2 separate regions of the Capra hircus genome follow, and region 1 is linked to region 2. A link is a contact called in public Hi-C data. All regions are on one chromosome and are shown on one strand. The core of a region is the stretch at or near the end of the contact, and the rest is flanking DNA. Distances in the headings are between cores, read along the strand shown. Region 1 holds the start of FAM71B (protein FAM71B). Region 2 overlaps CYFIP2 (cytoplasmic FMR1-interacting protein 2).

What was found. A called contact is a pair of places that touch in the nucleus more often than the background predicts.
Region 1: a Hi-C map of blood shows a contact between it and region 2, with 5 times the contacts expected there. The contact joins the promoter of FAM71B here to the enhancer-like site in region 2. A contact is called at or near these places in 2 of 5 Hi-C or Micro-C datasets (blood and liver).

Annotation. Positions count from the first base shown.
Region 1 is chr7:41,727,263-41,731,856 of ARS1.2, reverse strand. FAM71B (protein FAM71B) reads right to left here and starts at 1,820. Exons shown (of 2, transcript XM_005683225.3): 1 at 1,123-1,820; 2 at 1-320. The coding sequence starts at 1,731.
Region 2 is chr7:41,579,327-41,584,526 of ARS1.2, reverse strand. CYFIP2 (cytoplasmic FMR1-interacting protein 2) reads left to right here. Exons shown (of 32, transcript XM_018050112.1): 12 at 1,865-1,984; 13 at 2,487-2,612. Among named protein-coding and RNA genes, the nearest start is that of FNDC9, 31 kb to the right of the region's middle. Within about 2 kb of position 2,661, at least 1 of the 5 cell types and tissues checked has an H3K27ac peak or open chromatin away from gene starts, as enhancers often do.

The sequences.
Region 1 (4,594 bases), core at 571-3,070, 150 kb before region 2:
GCTCCTGCCAAGGTGGTGCTCACCTGGCTGGTGCTGCTGCTCCTAGTTGCAGCCAAGCTCACAGCCCCTCCTACAGAGCCTGCTCCCAACCCTGCAACTGCCACGCCTCCTCCAGAGCTTGTTGTTGTCCCTGCTATGGCCAGGCCCGAGGTTGTTCCTGCCGCTCCTCCTTCAGTACTTTTCAAGGATGCAGTTGAGCCATGGGGGGCATGATAGGCTCCCTCTCCACCAACATAAGCACAAGACGAGGCTCCCGACACATCACCAAGCTTGTGAAGCCCCACAGCGTCATGCTCCCTTTCTCTATGGAGCTCTGCGGTCTGTGCCAAGGGAGGAGAAACAGGTAAGATAGAGATCACAGAAAATGAGATCAGTGCTGTCTACTCCTCTCCCATCCTGAAGCTGACCAGTTCAAGGGTTTATCTTCAGAATAACCTTTGAAATCATCCAGTCTAAGCTCCCACTGAATGAAAGATTCCATCTACAGCGTCCCTGTCAAACAGCCACTCCGTTTGCTTGAACAATCCCAGGGCCAGGGAAAGCACTGATACTAATACAGTTCTCCATGGTCATTTAATTTTATACCCTTGTGCTTCTACCTCTGCAGGACAGAGTCCTAGAAGTGAGGTTGCTTGGTCAAGGGACACATACATTCTATGTTTTGGAGACTATTAGAATGAATTGTGCATGAGTAGATGCACAATTGAGTTGGACTTTAGTCAGCATATGAGAGTCATGGGGAGACAATGAAGAACTTCCTAACTGTGAATAATATTCTACCGCTGATGAGATTACCTGGCTTTGGGTAAGTGTTCAAGAAAAGATTAGACAATCAGGATTGCTGTAGAGGGGATTACAACCCTGGGATGAGACCAGTGTGGCTGATATAATACCTAAGGGCTCTCTGAAACTCGGCCTTGTGGGACAATGTAGAGAAGTGCTTGGAACCTCTCCAGTGTGTGAGTCCCATAGTGATGATTCATTTGGTTCTGAGACTTTTTGACATGGGAAGGCATTTCCCAGGTGAGTCTCAGAGAGCATCAAACCCCTTTGAAGGACCAGCTTTGCACTGCTCTCCCAAAGCAATCTGCCCTGTGTTTTTGAGTCTCTGTGGGTTCTTACCAATAGGCTTTTGTCACCCTCCAGAATTCTCGCATCTCCAGTTTGGAGCGTCGGGGTACTGCTGCAACTCTCTACCGGTGGTCTCAGGAGATAGACAAGCTTTTCCCAATAGCAAAAGAGGTCTTCTCGAGCATCAGAAGAGGGGCACAGCTGCAAATAAAAAGTACGGCCAGTGGCAAGCTTCAGGCGCAACTGTTGTTTCTCACGGTCATGGATGGAGATCTTGACAAACTTCAAGGGAAGCAACCTGGTGAGCTCTAGGGTCTTCGTGGGCTTGCGACCTCTCCCCTTGGTGGTCCGGGCATGTCTGACATGCTCTTCACAGACTTTAGTTGGTCGGGCCAGGAGCATGACATCAGGTAGTGGGAGGATAGGGCTGGTGGATGCAATGCCCACAGTCACCATTCGGACGCGGTTGTGGACGTCAATCACCTCTCCTTTCTTGCTGATCTGGATAAAGTCACTTTCAAACATGGGTGCATACTTGAAAATGTCATACTCTCCTCCCTTGTACAGTTGTCGTTGCAGGTCCCCCATGGAGGTATTGAACACACCCATTGAACGGTAGCTGTTGGCCGTGTAATAAGGTAACAAACACTCACTGCTCATGGTTCTCTTCTTCCAAGACAGCACCACCAGCCACAAATTGAATCGCTGAGAGAGAGAGGGAGTGAAGGCAACTGCCCATCTCCCTGCAGGGCTCTGCCTAAGTCTCTTGGCATCACCACATTTATCCTGCACAGTCCTTTGTGACCTGTCGCCAACACACACCCCTTTATTCAGCCTCCAAGCAGCCACCAGCTCAGGGCAGGCTCACTAACCCTCCCCAACATCATCACCAACAACAAACCGTCTTCTCCATCAGGAATAGGCTGACCCTGATAAGATATAAGCGTGGGTAGGCTGGATATTCTTCCTGATCAAAATGTTAAGATGTATAATTAATGAAAAGCATTCAGCTTCTATAAATATTTGGATGACTTCCAGTTTTGTTGTTACAAATCTCCCTGCAATGATCATCTTCCTGCATCTGCTGAATAATGTGCTGTGGGGATAAAATCCTGGAAGTAGGCAGTGTACTTGTTAAGGGCAGTCATCCTATGGGGACGGTTATTCTTTGACAGGAACTTAACAAAGAGTGCTATCTGTCAGAACCAGAGTCCCACTTATACAGTGGTTTCCAGGGTATGGAGAATTTTCTCACCCATGTAATCATTTCAAGGAGGCTGGGTTTTATTTGTATTTATTTACTTTATAGTTTTAGAAACAGTTTTCATTGTGAAATATAACACACACTCATAAAAGTGCACAAAGCATAAATATATAGCTTAATGAGTAATAAGAAGGTGAACATCCTTGTAGCCGCTGCCCAGAGCAAGAAATAGAACACTGCCAGCCCTTCTCCAGCATGTTCCCTCCCAAGCACAGCTCTCTCCCTCCCCACAAAGGTGCCTCAAATTTGGCTTTCCTTTTTCCTTCTTTCTTTTTAAATTGAAGTATAGCTGATTTACAGTGTTGTGTTAATTTCTGCTGTACAGCAGAGTGATTCATTTTCCATTATGGCTTGTCACAGGATACTGAATATAGTTCCCTGTGCTATATACAGTAGGACCTTGTTGTTTATCCATTCTATATATAATAGTTTGCATCTGCCAACCCCAAACTCCCAACTTATCCCTCCCCCGTCCCACTCCCTTGGCAACTGTAAGTCTGTTGTCTTTATCTGTGAATCTTTTCTGCTTCATAGGTAAGTTCATTTGTGCCATAGTTTAGATTCCACATATAAGTGATAACATACGATATTTGTCTTCCTCTTTCTGACGTACTTTACTTAGTGTGATAATCTCTAAATCCATCCCCATTGCTGCAAGCGGCATTAGTTCATTTTTTGTGGCTGAGTAGTATTCCACTGCATACATGTACTGCAACTTCTTTGCGCATTTATCTGTTGATGGACATTAAGGATATTATTTCCATATCGTAGTTGACAAGTGAATAGTGCAACTACCAACATAGGAGGAGTGCGTGTATCTTTTTGAGTTACAGTTTTGTTCAGATATATGCCTACGAGTGGGATTCTTGGATCACATGGCAACTTTATTTTTAGTTTTTTTGAGGAACCTCCATACTATTTTCCATAGTGGCTGCACAAATTTACATTTCCACCAGCAGTGTAGGAGGGTTTCCCTTTCTCCATACCCTCTCAAGTGTTTGTTATTTACAAACTTTTTAAAATGTTTTTTATTTATGTATTTATTTAGTTGTCTTGGATCTTAATTGAAGCATGTAGGATCTTTAGTTGCTGGAGTATGGATTCCCTAGTTGCGGCGTGCAAGCTCAGTAGCTGCAGAATGAAGGCTTAGTTGCTCCATTGCATGTGGGATCTTAGTTCCCTGAACAGGGATCGAATCTGTATCCCCTGACATTGCAAGGTAGATTCTTAACCACTGGACCACCAGGAAAGTCGCCAAACTTTTTAATGATGGCCATTCTGACAGGTGTAGTCCTCATTGCAGTTTTGATTTGTATTTCTCTAATAACTGATGATGTTGCTCATCTTTTCATGTGCCTCTTGGTCATCTGCATGTCTTCTTTGGAGGAATGTCTATTTAGTTCTTCCACCCATTTTTCCACTGAGTTATTTTTAATTGTTGTTGAGTTGTACGAGCTATTTGTGTATTTTGGAAATTGAGCTCTTGTTGGTCACATCATTTGCAAATATTGTCCCCCATTCCATAGGTTGTTTCTTTGCTTTGTTTATGGCTTCCTTTGCTGTGCAAAAGCTTATAAGTTTGATTAGGTCCCATTGGTTTATTTTTCCTATATTTCTATTTCCTTGGGGAATGATATATGAAAACATTGGTAGGATATATGTCAGAGAATGTTTTGCCTATGTTCTCTTCTAGGAGTTTTACAGTGTCATGTTTTATACTTAAGTGTTGAAGCTATTTTGAGTTTATTTTTCTGCATGGTGAAAGGGTGTGTTCTAACTTCATTGATTTACATAAGGCTGTCCAACTTTCTCAACACCACTTGCTGAAGAGGCTATTTTTTTCCTGTTACATATTCTTATAAAGGAGGAAAATTTTTTAAACGATGATTTTCTAGTGAAGAACTGAGGTTCAGGATTATCTTACTCAGGGTCAAGATCATGGCATCCGGTCCCATCACTCCATGGGAAATAGACGGGGAAACAGTGGAAACAGTGTCAGACTTTATTTTGGGGGCTCCAAAATCACTGCAGATGGTGACTGCAGCCATGAAATTAAAAGACACTTACTCCTTGGAAGAAAAGTTATGACCAACCTAGATAGTATATTCAAAAGCAGAGACATTACTTTGCCGACTAAGGTCTGTCTAGTCAAGGCTATGGTTTTTCCAGTGGTCATGTATGGATGTGAGAGTTGGACTGTGAAGAAGGCTGAGCACCGAAGAATTGATGCTTTTGAACTGTGGTGTTGGAGAAGACGAG
Region 2 (5,200 bases), core at 1,412-3,911:
TCTCTCAGTCGTGCCGACTCTTTGCAACCCCATGGACTGTAGCCTACCAGGCTCCTCTGTCCATGGGATTTTCCAGGCAATAGTACTGGAGTGGATTGCCATTTCCTTCTTCAGGGGATCTTCCCAACCCAGGGACTGAACCTGGGTCTCCCGCAGGAGACTTTATCATCTGAGCCACCAGGGAAGTAGGTTCCAGGGACCCCATTCAATTCTTGTCCAGTTTTGGTATGACCTAAGAATGAGTCTGGCTCAGAGGTATTTTTAAAATTATACACATTATCCATGTATATATACAGATCGTTCTTGGTATTCACAACAGTTACATTCTATAAAGTGGCCATCAACACTGAATCAGCAAGTAATCTCTCCTCCAGAAAATACAGGGTTAGGTTTCTGTGAGCCTCTGGGCACAGTGTTTCTATCAGCTGATTTTTCATATATAGCCTTGTTTTACATGCGTTTCTGTTTAAAGTCACCTTGCTGCTACTGCTAAGTCACTTCAGTCGTGTCCGACTCTGTGTGACCCCATAGACGGCAGCCCAGCAGGCTCCATCGTACCCGGGATTCTCCAGGCAGGAACACTGGAGTGGGTTGCCATTTCCTTCTCAAAGTCACCTTACGTAATATATATTGTTGATTTGTTAACATTAAATCATACCCAACAGCACTATAATTCATGCCTGAACAAAGTTTATCGAAAACACCTTTTTCAGGACTTCCCTGGTGGTACAGTGGCTAAGACTCCGCACTCTCAATGCACGGGGCCTGAGTTCAATCCCTGATCAGGGAACTAGATCCCACATACCACAACTAAGAGTATGCATGCCACAACCAAGACCCGGTGAAGCCAAACAAATAAATGTTTAAAAAATAAAATACATGTTTTCTCCATAAAGCACATCATAGCCTCCTTTTTTATAGAGGCGCAGACAGAGAGTCAGCACTGTGTTTAGGGGCCGTTTTATTTTATTTTATTTTATTTTATTTTTTAGGGGCCATTTTAAATAGTGAAATCACCAGTAAAAAGTATAAGAAAGTGGAAAATGGGGCATTAAGTAGATCAGGAAGGAGACACTTGTTTACGGTGAGAGCTGAAACAAGAGGGCAGAGAGTTGTGTTGCTCAGCCTCAGCTGGGAACGTGATTCAGATGCTTTTGCGACTCTGCACACATCTGCAGATGATCGTGAAAGCACTGCAAGGACTGATCTTGAGGCTGTAAATAAATTTTAGTAAACAGGGAAATTCACAAACGCAGAACCCACAAATAATGAGGGCTGGCTCAATATGCATATGTGTACACACACACGCATACACGTGTCTGTGCATACGCACATGCGTGTGTGCGTATTATATTTCACTGTGGGAGGTATTGCCTGTTCAAATAGACGTTTGTCTTCACCAGTGCTTTTCAGTCAATGAGCCATTTGCAATTGGTTGTGAAGTCAACTAAGTGATCTCTAATTAGGATTTTGGTATGAAACACTGGGCAATCAGAGGAGGTCTCAAGTATTCAGCACCGAGTTTCTTTGTGGAAAATGTTATTTCATGGCTGTATTGAATACCTCAGTCAGTATATAGTATACACTTCCTGCTGTAAATCACAGACCCAAAAGTCTGAAAAGCCACTGCTCCGCAATTGACCGGGGTCATTGTGAGTGGGGCTCTGGCATCATACCACCTGAGTTTGAACCCTCAGTCATTTGCATGCCATGTGACCAACAAGGGACTTGTCTGAGCTTCAGTTTTTCAGTCAAGAGGTATAATAAGAGCACCTCCCTCGCAGTGTTCTTGGGGGGATCAGTGAAATACAGTGGAAAAGTGCCAGGTTCGTTGGCAGTGAAGGTGATGGTCGATGTTCCTCAGGTGGTGACGGGCTCCGGGCTGGACAGCCAGAAGTCAGATGAGGAGTACCGCGAGCTCTTTGACCTGGCCCTGCGGGGCCTGCAGCTCTTATCCAAGTGGAGCGCCCACGTCATGGAGGTGGTAGGTGTCCCAGGGAAGAGGGTCTGCCCCTCCCCAGCCCCCTCCACTCTGACCTCTGGTCTCTTGGAATCTGTCTGCCCCTGCCTCTCTCCAACACTTTTAAACAAGTTTATTGAGAGAGAATTCACACACCACACCATTCACCAATTTAAAATATAAATCCATTAATTTTTAGTGTATTTCCAGTGCTATGCAGCTGCAGTCAAATTTAGAACAACCTAACCCACACGTGGTACAATCACGCCCTGTTCCCTGTCTCTACAGCCTTAAGCCGTCTCCTGTCTCTGTAGATTTCCCTATTTTTGTATGTTTCCTATAAATAGAATGGTATCATACATGGTTATTTGTGTCAACTGCATGTTATCAAGGTCCATCCGTTGTAGCGCAGATAAATACTTCATTTCCTTTCTTGACTGAGTGCTGCTCTGTTGTGTGGACTCTCCCGGTTTAATTGATCCATTCACCCACTGATGGACATGGGGTCTCTCCTCTCTCCCCCCAGTACTCCTGGAAGCTGGTTCACCCCACGGACAAGTTCTGCAACAAGGACTGCCCGGGCACGGCCGAGGAGTACGAGCGAGCCACGCGCTACAACTACACCAGTGAAGAGAAGTTCGCCTTCGTCGAGGTGGGTGCTGACTCCCTGTTTCTCCTTGTCCCCCACTCGCTAGGTTGCTGCTCAGTGTCGGCCTGGGGCTTCCTGGAGGGGTGCCGGGCTGGGTGGCAGCCCTGGTCCTCACGTGCATGCACCTGCTCGCCCCCTCCTCCCACCTAGATTCATCTCTGTCCCCGGTTGTTATTCAGAAATGGTGAGAAACTCATTCTGGTCTTAAAAAATCCCAAAGAGAGTGTCACTCCATTGGAAACACAAGAAGAGACAGACATATGGCCAAATGGGGTAGGAGAAATGCCCAGACTGATGAGAGGCCAGAGAGCTGCAGATTAAAACTAAGATACAGAGTGCTGATCAGTCAGGATGGTACAGATCTAGGAGACTGGCGATGTCCGTTGCTGCTTAAAGTGGGATATAGATCTTCTCAGATACTTTGAGGGGCCAGGATGCATTTTACAGGCTTTCTCTGAGGACAATCTGATCATCTCTATTCAGATTTTTAACGTGCGTGTCATTTGCCCAGAAGTTCTTCTGGGGAATATATCTCAGAAATAAGCCAACTGTGCCAATCAATACATATGCACATATTTATCACCGTATTGTTTATAATGCCATAATATGTGAAACAACTGAAATGTCCTACAATGTGGATTAGATAAAGTAAATGAAGGTGCAGGTGTATTACCAAATATGCTGCAGCCACTAAAATGGATGTACTGATATGACAAGATATACACAGAATATTGTTAAGTTTAAAAAAAAAAACGGTTAAAGAGCAGCAGGTAAAATGATGCCATTTCTGCTCAAATTAATATACTTTTGCACATTTGCTCAAAATGGAAGGACGTAAGTGTGTGTATTTATATATACCAAACCATCAACAGTAATTTCTGGAGACAGGATTCTTACTTCCTACCTTAGACTATATGATTTGGTTTTTTGTTTGATTACTGAAAGATATTCTATGGGAGTGAAAGGACACATTCATACTGGGTTGTGAGTGACAGCTAGTGTTTTTGTTGTTTCAACTTTTTGACTATTATGAATAACGCTGATGCATACATTCATGTACAAGTACTTGTGTTGAAATATGTTTCATTTTCTTGGATCTATACCTAGCAGCAGAATTACTGGATCATGCGGTAACTCTCTGTTTAAAATTTTGAGAAAATGCCAAACTGTTTTCCAAAGCAGCTAGATCATTTTACATTTTCACCAGCAGTATGTGGGAGTTGTAATTTATATTGGGTTTGATCCCTGGATATGTAAGTCATATCCTTGTCATCACTTACTGTCTTTTTTTAAAAATAAATTTGTACTTTGAACCAAAGAACCTGAACTTTTAAAGATTTTTTTTATAATTTTATTTATATACTAATTTTTGGCTGTGCTGAGTCTTCATCAGGGCTTCCCTGGTAGCTCAGGTGGTTAAGAATCACCTGCAATGCAGAAGACCCCAGTTTGATTCCTGGGTCAGGAAGATCCCTGGAGAAGGGACAGGCTATCTACTCCAGAATTGCTGGGCTTCCCTGGTGGCTTCATCACTGCAGTTGCAGCAGTGATGCAGTTTCCCCAGTCGCAGCAAGTGAGGGCTGCGCTAGTTGCGGTGCACAGACTTCTCCTTGCATTGGCTTCTCTTGCTGTGGCGTGCAGGCTCTGGGGCAGGAGGGCTTCGGTAGTTGCGGCTCATAGGCTCAGTGGTTGCAGCTCTTAGGCTCTCAAGCACAGGCTTAATAGTTTGGGGGCACAGGCTTAGTTGCTCCTCGGTATATGGGATCTTCCCAGACCAGGGATCAAACCTGTGTCTCCTACTCTGGCAGGCAGATTCTTTACAACTGAGTTACCAGGGGAGCCCCACATACTGTCTTTTTTATTTTAGCTATCCTAATTGGTGTGAAGTCATGTCTCATTGTGGTTGTGATTTGCATATCCCTAATAACTAATGATATTGAGCATCTTTCCATGTGCTTATTGGCCATCTATATAGCTTCTTGGAGAACTATTTGTTCAGATTTTTGCCCATTTTCGTTTGGGTTATTTGTCTTTTTATTTTTGAGACATAGGAGTGTTTATATTTTCTGTATCAGAAAAGCTTATTAATCCACCATGATTTCCGGGAAAACAGAGCCTGTTTTCCAAATTGCAACCAAATATCTGAGCCAAAATGAAAAAGAGGAAAAAAATGTATCTTGCATCTTGTTTTCCAGAAATTATATATTTAAAATTGTATCAATATTCAAGCATCCAAAAAAAAGAATTTTTATATATTCTGGATACAAGCCCCTTGTCAGACATATAATTTATATAAAATGCAAATATTTTTTCTAATTAGTGACTTTGCATTTTCATTTTCTTAGGATTGCCTTTTAAAGAGCAACTGTCTTTAATTTTGACAAAGCCCAACTTACCTATCATTCCATGGTTTGTAATTTTTTTGTGTTCCAGCTAAGGAATCTCTGCCTAGCCCATAGTTGCAAAGATTTTCCCTTGGGTCTAACAAATCTGCATACTCTTCTGTGTTTGGAATTATTCTGAAGCATCTTCATTATCTTGTCCTTCCTCTGTCTCTGTTCTCTAGTTTAATTGCCAGTCAGAAGCCTAGA